Regions from separate parts of the Sus scrofa genome. Here region 1 is linked to region 2. The links are chromatin contacts, called in public HiChIP or PLAC-seq maps. All regions are on one chromosome and are shown on one strand. Each heading gives the region's core, a stretch centred on a gene start, on an enhancer-like site or on the middle of the called end of the contact. The rest is flanking DNA. Distances are from core to core; before and after follow the strand shown. Region 1 overlaps KIF13A (kinesin-like protein KIF13A). Region 2 overlaps KIF13A (kinesin-like protein KIF13A).

What was found. HiChIP or PLAC-seq counts read pairs in DNA pulled down with a chosen protein or histone mark.
Region 1: an H3K27ac HiChIP or PLAC-seq map of skeletal muscle shows a contact between it and region 2, with 2.9 times the contacts expected there. The contact joins two enhancer-like sites. A contact is called at or near these places in 1 of 47 Hi-C or Micro-C datasets (embryonic fibroblasts) and 1 of 2 datasets of contacts at active chromatin or transcription factors (skeletal muscle).

What each region holds. Positions count from the first base shown.
Region 1 is chr7:13,703,000-13,710,039 of Sscrofa11.1, reverse strand. The region is part of intron 2 of KIF13A (kinesin-like protein KIF13A); the gene reads left to right. Among named protein-coding and RNA genes, the nearest start is that of KIF13A, 10 kb to the left of the region's middle. Within about 2 kb of position 4,064, at least 8 of the 83 cell types and tissues checked have an H3K27ac peak or open chromatin away from gene starts, as enhancers often do. A contact at or near this core is called in skeletal muscle, where this site is marked.
Region 2 is chr7:13,574,039-13,580,545 of Sscrofa11.1, reverse strand. KIF13A (kinesin-like protein KIF13A) reads left to right here. Exons shown (of 40, transcript XM_021100220.1): 8 at 1-73; 9 at 1,165-1,277. Among named protein-coding and RNA genes, the nearest start is that of NUP153, 110 kb to the right of the region's middle. Within about 2 kb of position 4,520, at least 6 of the 83 cell types and tissues checked have an H3K27ac peak or open chromatin away from gene starts, as enhancers often do. A contact at or near this core is called in skeletal muscle, where this site is marked.

The DNA of each region.
Region 1 (7,040 bases), core at 2,815-5,314, 130 kb before region 2:
TCCACATTCATAAAGATAATTAGTTGTAGTCAGTACAAAAGCTGGAAAAATTACAAAAATCCTATTTTTGTATCACTATTGCAAAAAAATCAGATTTTTTTTTTTGGAGGGGTCACCTTTAGTTTTAAAATTTATATGCTTTTTGGGTTGGGAAAAATTCTCAAACTGATACTAAACTGGCCAGTGTATCATCCTACCACTTGGCTGCTTCTGGCAAAATCTAGTTAGACATAAGTGGATAACTTGGATTGTTTCCAGTTTTTAATAAAATTACATATGCTATGCATTCATGTTTTAAAGAAATTTACAGGAAGAAGTCTTCCCCAAATAGTAAGCTTCCTGAAGACTTCTAGGTTTCTGACAGTGTTTCAACCATAGTTACCCTTTCTTAGATTTTCCCTGGAGCTAAGAACAGAGTTTTTATGCATTTAGAATTTAAAGGAGTTTGGAGAACATTACCAGCAGAGGAAACAGAATAGCAGATAAATTGACGTATAAAAACATTCAGAAAGAGTACTTTGTACCTTGACAGTGTAAGAAATGAATTTTACTAACAGAACTGTCAGGAAAGGAAATAATACTAAAATTCACATGAAAACATGTATTAAAGCAGTCAAGAGTTGATCTATATGGGGTTCAGGAGCTGTCTTTTCAAAGATCACTCTACAGAATGCTTCTGGGAATTTAGATTTGCAAGTGTAAGAAGAAAATGTGAGAAATTTTTCCTTGGAAATTAGCTTGTTTGGCATTTTACCACCCAGCAACTATGTGGAAACTAAAAAAAAAAAAAAAAGGAAAAAATGTGCAGTTTTCACATCTCTAAAATTTTGTTGTAAAAATGCATAATTCTTTTTTTTTTTTTTTTGTCTTTTTGCCTTTTCTAGGACCGCTCCCGCGGCATATGGAGTTTCCCAGGCTAGGGGTCGAATTGGAGCTGTAGCTGCTGACCTACGCCAGAGCCACAGCAACGCCAGATCCAAGCCTTGTCTGTGACCTACACCATAGCTCACGGCAATGCTGGTTCCTTAACCCACTGAGCAAGGCCAGGGATCGAACCCGCAACCTCATGGTTCCCAGTCAGATTCGTTAACCACTGTACCACGATGGGAACTCCAAAAATGCATAATTCTTATATTTGATTGTAAGATCTCAGGTTAAAAAGAAAGGAGCCATTCTTGTAGACTCTCAGAATTAGGAGGACAACTGGTCCAGGACCCATCATTTGCTTGAATGAAGTCTTGATTTCATGTTACTCTGAGATTCAGTGAATCATTGATACTGTGTAGAACTTTTTTACCAAATTATCCTTGAAATGGACCTTTCACATCAAAGCACAATTGCATCTTTTTAAAAGATTGCTTCCTAAAATATTCTAAATTTTTTTTCTCTTTTTATGGCTGCTTCTGTGACATATGACAGTTCCCAGGCTAGGGGCAGAATCAGAGCTGCAGCTGCCAGCCTACACCACAGTTGTGGCAACACTGGATCTGAGCCTCATCTGTGACCTCCACTGCACTTTGCGGCAACTGCTTGTGGTAGCCTGGATCCTTAACCCACTGAGTGAGGCCAGAGAGCAAAGCCACATCTTCATGGACACTGTGTCAGGTTCTTAACCCACTGAGCCACAATGGGAACTCCTACTCTAAAATGTTTTTGAAGAAGCGTGGCAGAAATAAAAAGGGGGTTGGGGGAATAGGGTGGGGTGGGAGGAAGTATCCTTATCCAGCCAAACCAAAAAAATCTATTATTGTTATTTTTCCTCTTCCTTCATTTTGTCCTTATCCATAAATTTAAGTTGTTGAAATTGCAGACTTCTGTTTGCCATTCTCCCATGTGTATTTTGTCATGCCTCACAATTTTCATAGCTAATAATTTTAATAATTGAGTAGCATTTCATAATTTTTAACCAAATTTCTGTATTTTTGGACCTGAGAGTTGTTTCTCATAATGATTATAAATGACCGGGAGCATCTTCTTAGAACTTTTGTAGAATCCTTTACTAATTGAAAGGTATTTCTTCTCAAGCAAGCTTGCTAACACAGAAGTACATCTTTGAAGTTGTATAACATGAACCATTTCCTTACATTATAATGGAGTTAAAAGTTGACCATTTTTAGATTTAAGTATGAGCTAGGTTATGGAGAAAATGATTTTGTGTGGGGAGTAACCATGCAGGTGTTCTCACACCAGAGAGCACACCAGAGTCCTTTAGAGAGCCCCACCCGCCAAGGTTCTGCTCCCATGGCTTGGCTTGAGAGTTTGCATTTTTGACAAATCCTCAGGTGATGTTGATGCTCTTAGCGCAGGACCACACTTTTGAGAATCACTGCTCTGGACCAGCACCGTCCGGTAGGTGGAAATGTTTTACACACCGCTGTCCAATATGGTGACCCCTCTTGGTGTAGGATTACTTGAAATGTGGCCGTGCAGCCAAAGAACTGAATTAAATTTCATTTCATTTTCATTAGTTTAAATGAAACAGCTACATGTGGCTACTATATTGGACAGTACAGGTCTGGACATCGTTCGAAATCTTGCTTGCACATTTGAACCCCCAGAGATGCTTTAAAAATAGATGCTCAGGTCCTACCCCCAGAGTCTCTGGCTTAATTGGGCTGTTAGGATTTTTTAAACGAATTTCCGTGTGTCTCTCTAGTTACTATTGCTCCTTAGCCAATCTCCCCCAGAGTTAGAGCTCTGAAACCACTTTTTTTTTCCAATGATTTTAATTTTTTCCATTATAGTTAGTTTGCAGTGTTCTGTCAATTTACTACTGTACAGCAAAGTGACCAGTCAGGTGTATATGTATATATATATATATATATATACATATACACACACACACACACACACACACACACACACACACATTCTTTTTCTCACATTATCCTCCATCCTGCTCCATCATAAGTGACTAGATATAGTTCCCGGTGCTATATAGCATGAAACCACTATTTTTTTATCCTCCTGGATTCTGTGGGCCAGGAATTTGGACAGAGCAGATAGGACTTGTCCCTGTTCCACGATGCCTGGGGCCTCATCTTGAAGGCCAAAGTCTGAGGCTCTGGTCATCTGAAGGTGGGACTACCTGAGTGTCTGAGGTAGTTAACTCACCTGGTTGGCAGTTGATTCCGATGAGTAGCCATGCTTGACATACGCGGGTCTAGTTTAATAAACCAGGTTTTAAAGCCCAGTTTTACAGCTTGTCCTTTGGTTATTTTGCCATTTTGATTGTGGTCATGTATGCAAAAATTCTCGTAATCATTAACATCTCAGGTCTGAAAGCCTCATAAACTCAGCCTAAATATTTACCTTATTAAGGCAACTCATGGAGCTTTAATAGGCTCCTCCTGTGCCAAGGGTATGTATTATTATGAAAGTTAAGCCTCACAAAGCTAAATAAATTGTCTCCCATTAAAAAAACTCCTACTCTCTAGCCAGGTGTATTTAATCAAAATAGCTTATTTGTTTTTACTTATGCGGTGGCAGAGGGGGAAGGAATTGGCTCAGGCGTCTAGATGCAGGGTCCTTGCCTGTCCCTTCAGCCAGCCCCTTCACCTGACATCTTGGGAAGCACAGGGTTTTCAGCTTTCTAAAGGTCTGTGGACCACACTTCCCCAATTCAGGCCCTAGATCTACACGGCAGTCCCAGCCTAAGCTTTTGGATCAGGATGGTGTGATAGCTAGATGGGAGGTCTTGGCACTGCCTGGTCCTGCCACGAACCTGGTCTGTATCCTTGAGCTAGCCAATAACCCTTTTCCATCTGCGTCTCTTCATTTGTCAAACTGCCAGCTAATCTAGGCCATCTTTAAGATTTTCGGGTTTTGTTTTTTTAAGCTCTAATACGGCTATACCTGCATATAGAGTTGAATCAGATGGAGTAAGTAGCTAACACATACAGGAGCTGAAGTGGGTTGCACTGTAATTTACTCCTTGTCAGGTTGTTGGGAGAACTGGGGAAGACAAGGTCACTTTCTTGGGAGGCCCTGTTTGCCTGTAGTAGCTGATGTGACCATTGGAGGTGTCAAGTGAAATGAGACAGCCACTAGCTCCAGACAGCTGACACCAGTACCCCTGCGCCCAGGAGCCTGGCTTCTGCACAGATACTCTCTGTGTCTCAGCTGGGACAGCAGCTTTCCTGGGTGCCTCTAGGCCATTGTCAGCCTTCTGATTCGGACCTTTCAATTAGTTGTTATCTTGTGCAGTTGTGTTCTTTTGAGGAACCAGTGATTTTTAAGCTGTTCTTGCAGGCAGACAGCTGTGTTCTGTGATAAGTATGTACATGTGGGGGTGGAGAAATGGCATTTCCAGAGCAGCAAGCCTAAAGCTTCCTGGGGCAGCTTATTTTGTTTCTGAGGGTTCTGCCCTAACCCCACCCAAACTATGGTTAAACGCCAGTATTTCTTATCTTTGATGGTGAGACAAATTGTTGGTGGGGCAGAGAGAGCGAGAAAGAGAGGGAGGGAGAGAGGAAGGAAGAGAGAGGAAGAGAGAGGTTTGTGTCCTCTTCCTATTCTTTTGAAAGCAGGGTGGAGTTAGTGATTCCATCTGGCCCTTTGGAGTCTGGTCTGTAGGTGTGATGAGCTTTGCTGCTCTTAGAAGAGGCGAGAGGAAATCATTTGTGTGCAGTTCCCTGAAGGGAAGAAATTCAGTCTTTTTTTTTTTTTTTTTTTTTTTTTTAAGACAGGGAACAGGAAGGAAGGCTTTGAGGAAAGGGAAGCTTTACCCTTTGCTGTTGGCTCTTTGTGTCATCCTGAAGGGACACTCCCTTGATTGTACACCCACCAAGAATGACCATAACTATCCCTGTATCTCAAGCTGGGAGCCTCAGGGGAAAATTGGAAAAAAGCAAACCGTGCTGTGCTGAGCTCTTCTCTTGCGAGTGCTGAGTGGATAGATCCCAAATTTTGGGAGGGCCATGTACAGGGAACACTCGTGTGGTTTGTTAAACAGATTAACAAGCCTTTAAATATATTTACATTTTGTAGTTGAATAAAACAAGACCTCACCAGGGATGCTTTGTGTGCCCACCTATCCATATCCCAGCTCCATGAAGGGTTAAGATGTCTGGCTGAACTTGTAGTTGCTTCTGCTCCTTTTTAAATTAGATAACAAACTGTTAGCGTTTTTTTGTTTGCTTTTGTCTTTTGTTTCCTATCCTTAATGACTTCTATTTACATAGTTAATTAAAGCTTAGTATTCACCCATTTGAATTGTACCAGGGGATGGTTACAGTATTGCATTGAGAGAGATCCTTAAAATTACTTGTTTCAAGGGTAATGTTTTGAGTAAGGAAGAAGGAGTGTGGCAGGGAAAGCTTATCAAGATAATGGTGTTAAATTTGAGCAGCCTTATCCAGTTTTAAACATCTGCTTTTTTGATCTAGAGTTACTGTAACAAATAGGTAACATTAGCATGGTAGTGTAACTAAGTTTTTTGGAGTAGAATAGTCTGCGTTTTTGTAGTGAATTAGGCAGTGGAAATCATTGTCTCCATTTTTTTTTTTCCTTTAAATATTCAACGGAAATTATTTGCGTGTATAATTGAATTTTTTGAATGGCAGGGTATAGGTTTGCTTTTGTACTTTGATGCGTTGAAATAACCTCACCCATCTATTTAAAAGTTAGCCTAAGTGAAGTTTAGATTTTCTTATGTGAATGACCTCGCGTTTGACCCAGAGCTTTTACTCAATGAAAGGAAATCTTTTACTTGCCTTTGGTGTGTTTCTGTGGCCATCATCTGGGTGTGAAAAGCTGGTTTTGTAAAACACTATCAAGTACTGCGACAGAATGGTGTAGTGATCAAGAGCCACTCAGAGAACTTGAGACAAACTGCTTGTATCTGAAACTGAATCTGCAACTTAGGAGCTGCGAAATATTGGGCAAGTCCCTTAACCCTCTGTGCCTTGGTTTCCTTATTAGTGAAATGGGACTAATAAAAGTACAGACCTCATAGGGGTTGTGCGGATTAGTGTTACCTGAAAAACTGGGTTCACCTCTTGAAGGGTGTTGAGCCAAAAGCCACAACCAAGGCAGGGAGCAGGAGGAGGAGAATTTATTAATTGGCAGCAAGTAAGGAGAACACTGGGGATCTTTCCCAAAGTTGTAGCTCCGCAACAGAATTGGGGAAGTTTTTAAGCTAAGGGTACCCAAGAGGCTTTGGTGGTGCATGCATGTTCATGAAGGCCCTTGAGCAGAGGAGAATTCAGCGTTGAATTTGGGCAAAGCCAATGGAGTCCAAGCTTCTGACTGAAGTTAGAAAAGACCAAGTTCATTTTCCCGTCCTCCACCTGGGTGGGGGCCTTACTTCCTGCCGAACTCAAAAATTTGTGTCTGATTATTATGTATATCCTTTGAGGAGGAACTAGGACTGTTTTATCACTGAACGGTGTTTCTTGACTGTTTTTCCTTTGTTCTTGCATACCCTCACTTCCTTGAAGGTTATTAATTTCTGAGACCTGTTCAAGGGCAAGCATTGTGGCTGGGTTTAGATCACAGAATGGCTTAGGCTAAAAATGGCTTCTACGTCTTCTTCTTCTGCCTGGTTCACTTTCTCTGGGGACCTCCTGTGCACATTAGCACAGGGCCTTGCACTCATTACACATTAAGTGTCAACAGTTTAACATTTTTATTAATGTGGAACACTTAAGGTGTGTTGACCTAGGCTTTGTTTCTCATTTCAAGTTTAAGAAGTGTACTTTTTGAAACATCTGAAAAGAACAATTAAAGAAGGAAGTCTCAAAATTCTTTTAATCGTTAGGAATTTTCAGATTACTTTTGATTTACATGTGGACACTTCATGCAGTATGTGTTGAGAGACCACGTGTGTGGTTTAAACCAGACACCTGCTGAGCCTCAGCTGACAGATCACAGGGGCACTGCTCTGTGGAGATGGATGCAGTGAATTTTGTTCAAAGGGACATTCCTTCTGTAATAGGTGTTCACTGGTCTAGTCATTTGGCAGTCATTTGGGTAGAGAATATATGTCCAGAAATTGTGTGTGAATACACTGAGAAGTGAAGTGTTATTGACAAAATTTT
Region 2 (6,507 bases), core at 3,271-5,770:
TGAAGAAAGTAGCCGCTCCCATGCTGTGTTCAACATTATCATCACTCAGACGCTGTATGACCTGCAGTCTGGGGTGAGGGATCCGATAGAACCTTGGGTGGCAGTGAAAGAACTCAAAATACCTGCACAAGTGAACTGTTTCACGGCAGGCTTCAGTTGCTGAGCATTTTACTTCCTAGACGAGCTGCTTAGCTTATATCATTTAACGTTTTAGATCTGCCTTTATATATAACTTAAAAAAAAGATGAATCCCTTTGAGTTCCCCGGTGGCCTCGCAGGTTAAGTATCTGGCACTGTCATTGCCGTGGCCTGGGTTCAATCCCAGGCCCAGGAACTTCTGCATGCCATAGGCATGGCCAAAAAAAAAGAAAGAAAAAGAATTCCTTGTGTAGACTCCCTAAAGACCATGATGAGATCACCATACAGCTTTTAATATGTATCCTTCGGTACTAAATTCCCCTGAAAACAACTGAGTTTACCTCATAGTCATTAAAGGATATTAAAGAGGAAACCACAACATTTAGCCTAAAGAACGCTTTTTCAAAACAGGAGGAATTTGACCTGAACATGCAGGAACCCTCGTGTCCTGGTATGTTCTCGTAGGCACCTGAAAGCGCCAGATTCCTGACTGTACTCTGGGAAACCCAGAGCACTTGCTACTCAGCTGTGAAACTCGGTGCCGTGCTGCCATGTGTTTTGGCCATGAAACTTCTAGTTCAAGTTTAAAATCTTAACATTTAAAACCTTCCTAGGCACAGAGTTCCCATCATGACTCAGTCATTAACGAAGCCGACTAAGATCCATGAGGAAACTGGTTCAATCCCTGGCCTCACTCAGTGGGTTAAGGATCCAGCATTGCCTTGAGCTGTGGTGTGTAGGTCGCTCAGATCTGGCATTGCTGTGACTGTGGTGTAGGCTGGCAGCTACAGCTGCAATTTGATCCAAGCCTGGGAACCTCCATATGCTGCGGGTGTGGCCCTGAAGAGACAAAAGACAATACATACATAAATAAATAATAAACCTTTAAAAAAATTTTTTTTTAAATTAAAACATAAAACCTTCCTGGGGAGTCGGCCCTGTTGTAGCAGGGCGGCTGGCGCATATGTAGATATCTCTCTGGTTTCTGCATTCAGGTGTGTCGTTTCTCTCGTTTCCCACACCTAGAACTCGGGAGAGAAGGTCAGTAAGGTCAGCTTGGTGGACCTGGCGGGTAGCGAAAGAGTGTCCAAAACTGGAGCCGCTGGAGAGCGACTGAAAGAAGGCAGCAACATTAACAAGTAAGGGGGCCGGGGCCATTCCAGAAGCTGGCACATCTCCCCCAGCTTCTTGCGTGTCTTGGGGCGGGGGCGGGGGTATGTATTTCATTACCAGGGGCCACATGGCTCTGATCACACGCGGTTCAGAGTCTGTGCAGCTTTAGTGAACCGGGTTGAAGAACAACATCCGCCTGCCTCTACTGAGATACATGATGTTTATTTAAGTGCAATAGCGTAGCATGACCTAGTTCAAACATTGTACAGACACCCAGAGTATCGCTGTATAATGTTGTCTTGTATAAACGCAAGTCCCAATTTTGAAAATCAAATCATATCTTAAATTTGACTCGAGACGCTTATCCTAAGGAGAAAAATCTGCTTCGAACCCCTTTGTCAAGCTAATACTGTTTAAACATCAACACCTCCACACAACAAAAAAAGTAACAGGTATTGAATAACTGCCATCCTGAAATCTCATTCTTTGCCATGAGTACCTGCAGCGTGCCCAGGATACACTGGGGGCTGAAGGAGAGCCGAGTGGTGCAGGGTGTGTCGGAGCTGGCCAGGTGGAGGTGAGGTAAAGGCACTCCAGGCGGAGGGTGCAGCAAAGGCACAGATGAAGGGCTTGTTCTTTCAGTCCCGTAGTATCCCAGCATGTTTCCTGGTATGCAGAAGTCCCCCTGTTCTCCAGCGTGAGAGGGAGCAGAGTTTGCATTTATGAGTATGTACTTGGGGGTTTCCTGTTGTGGTTCAGTGGGTTAAGAACCCAAGTAGTATCCGTGAGGATTTGGGCTTGATCCCTGGCCTTGCTCAGAGGGTTAAGGATGTGAGCTGTGGCATAGGTTGCAGACACGGCTTGGATCTGACATTGCTGTGGCTGTGGTGTAGACTGGCAGCTGCAGCTCCAATTCAGCCCCTAGCCTGGGGACTTCCATATACCTCAGGTGCGACTCTAAAAAGCAAAAAATAAAATAAAATAAAATAAATGTGTTTGAGCAAGGCTGCCTGGGTTTAATCCTGTCCACCACTCACTAAACACGTAAGTATCACAGGCAAGTGAATTCACCTCTCTGTGTTTCATTTTTCTCATCTTTGTGATGGGGGTGATAACAGTACCTGCTTCATAGAATTGCTGGGGATTAAAATGCTGGTCATGTGCTTAGAACAATGCCTGGCATGTCGTATATACTGAATAAATATTAATTGTTGTAGCTATTATTTTTATAATCTATATAAAGAGCATGTTCATTATTCCAGGTTCAGCAGAAAGTAGTTTAGTTTGTATTTGTAATATTTTTTGTTGGTGGTGTTAAGAAACTAACTCGGGCTTTTGTTTAGGACAGAAGGTGACCAGAAGTAATATGTTCAGGAACATGTTTGTGCAACTTGCATTTTAGGGTGGTGCTAACACACGGTAATTATGCAAAAGTTTATCAAAGTTTAAAACGGGCAGTGAACTATCACCCCCTCTCTCAGGTGGACGCAGCCATGCTCATTGCACAGACTGCTGCTGTGGGGGGGGGGGCTAACTTCCAGTCGTTCTGTCTCCTGCTCTCATAACAAGGGCTTTTGCTCTGTTTCATGACAAAGCATTGTAGGAGGGCAGACAAGCACTACAGCTCTGCGGTCCAGAGCACAAGAACCGGGATGGGAATGAGGAAGCAGGTGCCAAAGGAAGGACTTTACTGGTGCTAAGCCATGTCAGCCCCTTGGCCCGTGGCTCCGCTCATGGGAGGACACTGGGAATTGTGTGCTGTGAATTCGTGGAAAGTTAAGAGTGTGGCTGCCTTGACCTGCAGTGGTCACTAACGTCTATTGACTTTTTGCTACATGCCAGGCACTGTTCTGAATGCCCTGTTTGTGATAACTCATCTGATCCTCAGATCAGTGTAATGAGATGGGTTTGTTAGCCCCATTCTGTAAATGAGAAAACCAAGTAAGAGAGTAGTTAAATAATATGTCCAAGGTCACAAAACTCTCAGCATGGATCTTAGATTTGGTTGTAGGCAGTTTAGCTGCAGAGCCCAGGCTCATCTGCTGTGCTGTATATGCCTCACTATTCTGTTTGCCTGGAAGAGTCCTGATTGGTACTTTTGTCCCAGAGTAAGTATTATAGTGCCCCCTGCAATTTGGACAATAAATTTTGTAGTGTCCCAAACTAGTCCCAAGGGCACATGATAACGTGACTTAGCACGTTTAACCCAGCAGCTGGTTCTATTCCATTATGACTACGTGAATGGAATTCTCTTAGCATCCTACTATCTTTCTTTACTTATATGAATGTAGGTATTTCTTCCTACTAGTCCATGACATGTCTACATTTTTAAGGTCCTTCATAGTTTTCGGGGCACTTTCATATGCATCATTTCGTGTGAGGTTCATTGTATATCTATTTACCTTTATTTAAAGATGAGGAAACTGTTGGCTGGAGATATTTAAGCAGTATGAGTAAAAGCTGAGCCAGGTGTTTATTAAGCCTCTGCTATGTGCCTGACACTGCATAAGATGTGGGGATGTGAGAGGAATTTAGATATTGTTGGAGACAGAATATTGCCTCCCTGTTCCCCAAATATGTCAGGTCCAAATTCTCAAAGGGACTCACAAAGGGACTTTGCAGATGTGATTAAGTTAATGATTTTGAGAAGATTATTTCGGTGGGTTTGCTGTTTTCACCAAACTCCTTACAAGTGAAAAGAAGGAGATGGGAGAGCCAGAACCCAAATGATGTAGGGTAAGAAAGACCTCACAGTCCACTACTTCTGTGAGGATGGAGGAAGGGGCCATGAGCCAAGAGATGGGGGCAGCAAGTAGAAACCAGAAAAGGCAAGGAAGCAGATTCTCCCCCTAGAGCCTCCAGAAGGAACTAGCCCTAGGAAACATATTCTGGACTCCTGGCCTCCAGAACTATAAGATAATACATTTGTGTTGTTGTAAGGTGCTGTATCTGTGGTTATTTGTTCATGATTGCTGCCTTTGAGGAGCACCTAGGTTAAGATACAATAAATTTTCTTCAACAGAAAAAACAAAGGGAGGAAAGAGAATTTTTCTTGACCCAGTAATGTTGAGAATGCTGCATAACCCAGCCTTTATGCATGGAGCAGGGATTTTTTTTTTTTTTTTTTTTTTTTTTTTTTAGGACACATTTACCAGCCTGTGGATGTTTGCCAGATTGGTCTTGTGCTTTTCCCAAAATAGCTGCCTCGAAGGGAGTAGAGCTGCCTCTGAACCCTTTCCCTTGAACCTCTGTCCAGGGCTATTTCTTTACCCCACACATCTTTCTCATCTCCCTGAGTTGGTGCAGACATGCCAGGAGCCCACTGCAGATCCAGCTTCCCACCAGGGGACATCCAAGTTCTCAGCATGGTCATTGGTCCATAGTCACTGAATCAGTGGGATATCTCACAATAAGACCATGCCATGCACGTTTGGAGGGATGGAACTATTACATGGGTGTGGTGGGGACACAGATGACAACACAACTTGGAGGTTCAGGGAGGGCTGGCTTCCCAGAGGAAACCCTGGATTTGCTTGGTTACAGAAACTAGGGATGTGACCTTTCTGTGCCTTGGTTTCCTCAACTGTGAAATGTGAGTGAGGAAACAATGTAATGAGTAGGGCTCTTAGGAGGCTTAAACTAGTAACTATTTGTAGCATGCTTAGAACACGCCTACGTGGCACAGTACACTCTATGTAGGTGTGTACTGATAAGGTAAAATAAATAATGCACTGAAACTTTTGCCCAGTGGTTCCGCAAATGGCTTCTTAAGCCTTAACATCAGTGCCTGGTGGAGGACTAAAATTAAAAGAAATCTCTGACATGTTTCCTGAGCTTTCCCTCAGCCTCCTCTTGGGGCTTCCTTGGATAGAGCATTAGTAATCCTCTTAAGCAGACCTGCCAGGGACTTCACACAGACACGAGTGTCTGCTTAATGGACTCTGGGTCGAGGAGCTTCATCTCTCCTTAATTAAGCTCTGAAGAGCTTTCCCGTACGCATGACTCCTTCAGGCGGAGCAGGTGTAACGCACCGCCTGGGCTTGTCCAACCCTGGAGGGATAGGTTGTCTATAGACCATCCGTCTTCACTTCTGGAAATCATCTACTGAGGCTGGACGGATGAGGCCGCTGGAGTCAGCCTGGGTCCGCTTTTCTGAGAACTCATCATCGAATGCACTCTAATACCTGCAGGAATGTCAGTAGAAATGGTTCTGGGGATTGAAAAGGTGGGAGGAGCAAAAATAAAAGCAGGAGTTCCCATCGTGGCTCAGCAGTTAATGAATCCAGCTAGTATCCGTGAGGATGTGGGTTCCATCCTGGCCTCACTCAGAGGATTAAGGATCTGGTGTTGCCTTGAGCTGTGGTGTAGGTTGCAGACTCGACTCAGATCCTGTGTGGCTGTGGTAAAGGCTGGCAGCTGCAACTACCAATTCGACCCCTAGCCTAGGAACTTCCATATGCCATGGGTGCAGCCCAGCACTAAAAAGCAAAACAAACAAACAAACAAACAAAAATGTTCTGTTTTATTCTTAGCAACAGCCAGCTATTGACTGCCAACAGGATTCATCTAATGAGACCTTTCCCAGTCTCATTTCCATTTCAATTACTGTGGTTAATAATAAAGTATGTGCCAAACATTTCCCAAACTGAATTCTTCTAAAACTTGTTCTAGGGATATTAATATATGTTACTCCTAGGATTCTGTCATGTAATTAATGGTATAATAACATAAGCATAATATTGACTCGAATTTTTTCTTCTGGAGTATCCTCCATGACTCTTGTTCATTTCCTCTGGGAAACCTCACTTTGGTGAGTATTGCCTGAATAATCAAACGTGAACTTGTACCTACGGAAAATAAAAGTGGCCTGCCTTCTGTGCATTATTCAAGGGCAGACAGGGGGTCCTTGTTAATTTACCGCTTGCACATTACAGGATCTGCATGTCAAGAGAAACTGAGTAAATGTCTCTATATTAAACACGAGAGACCCACAAAGGAGAGGGCAAAAATCTGCTCTGGGGGAAGCAGTAGTCACATCTTTTGGAGCATGTACCATTGTTACTTCAGTATTTGCTAAAGCATTCTTGTGAAAGACTAGTTCCTCAGGTGGCTCTGGGAAGAAGAACCCTGGATAAATAATTTTAAGAAAGGTTACTTATCACCCTTCCTTTGAAGATTCCCAGTGGTGAAAGCTCTGAGAAGTCTTGCAGTCATGAATCCCTTGTAACTTCATCATTCCCTGATTTATTTGATTCT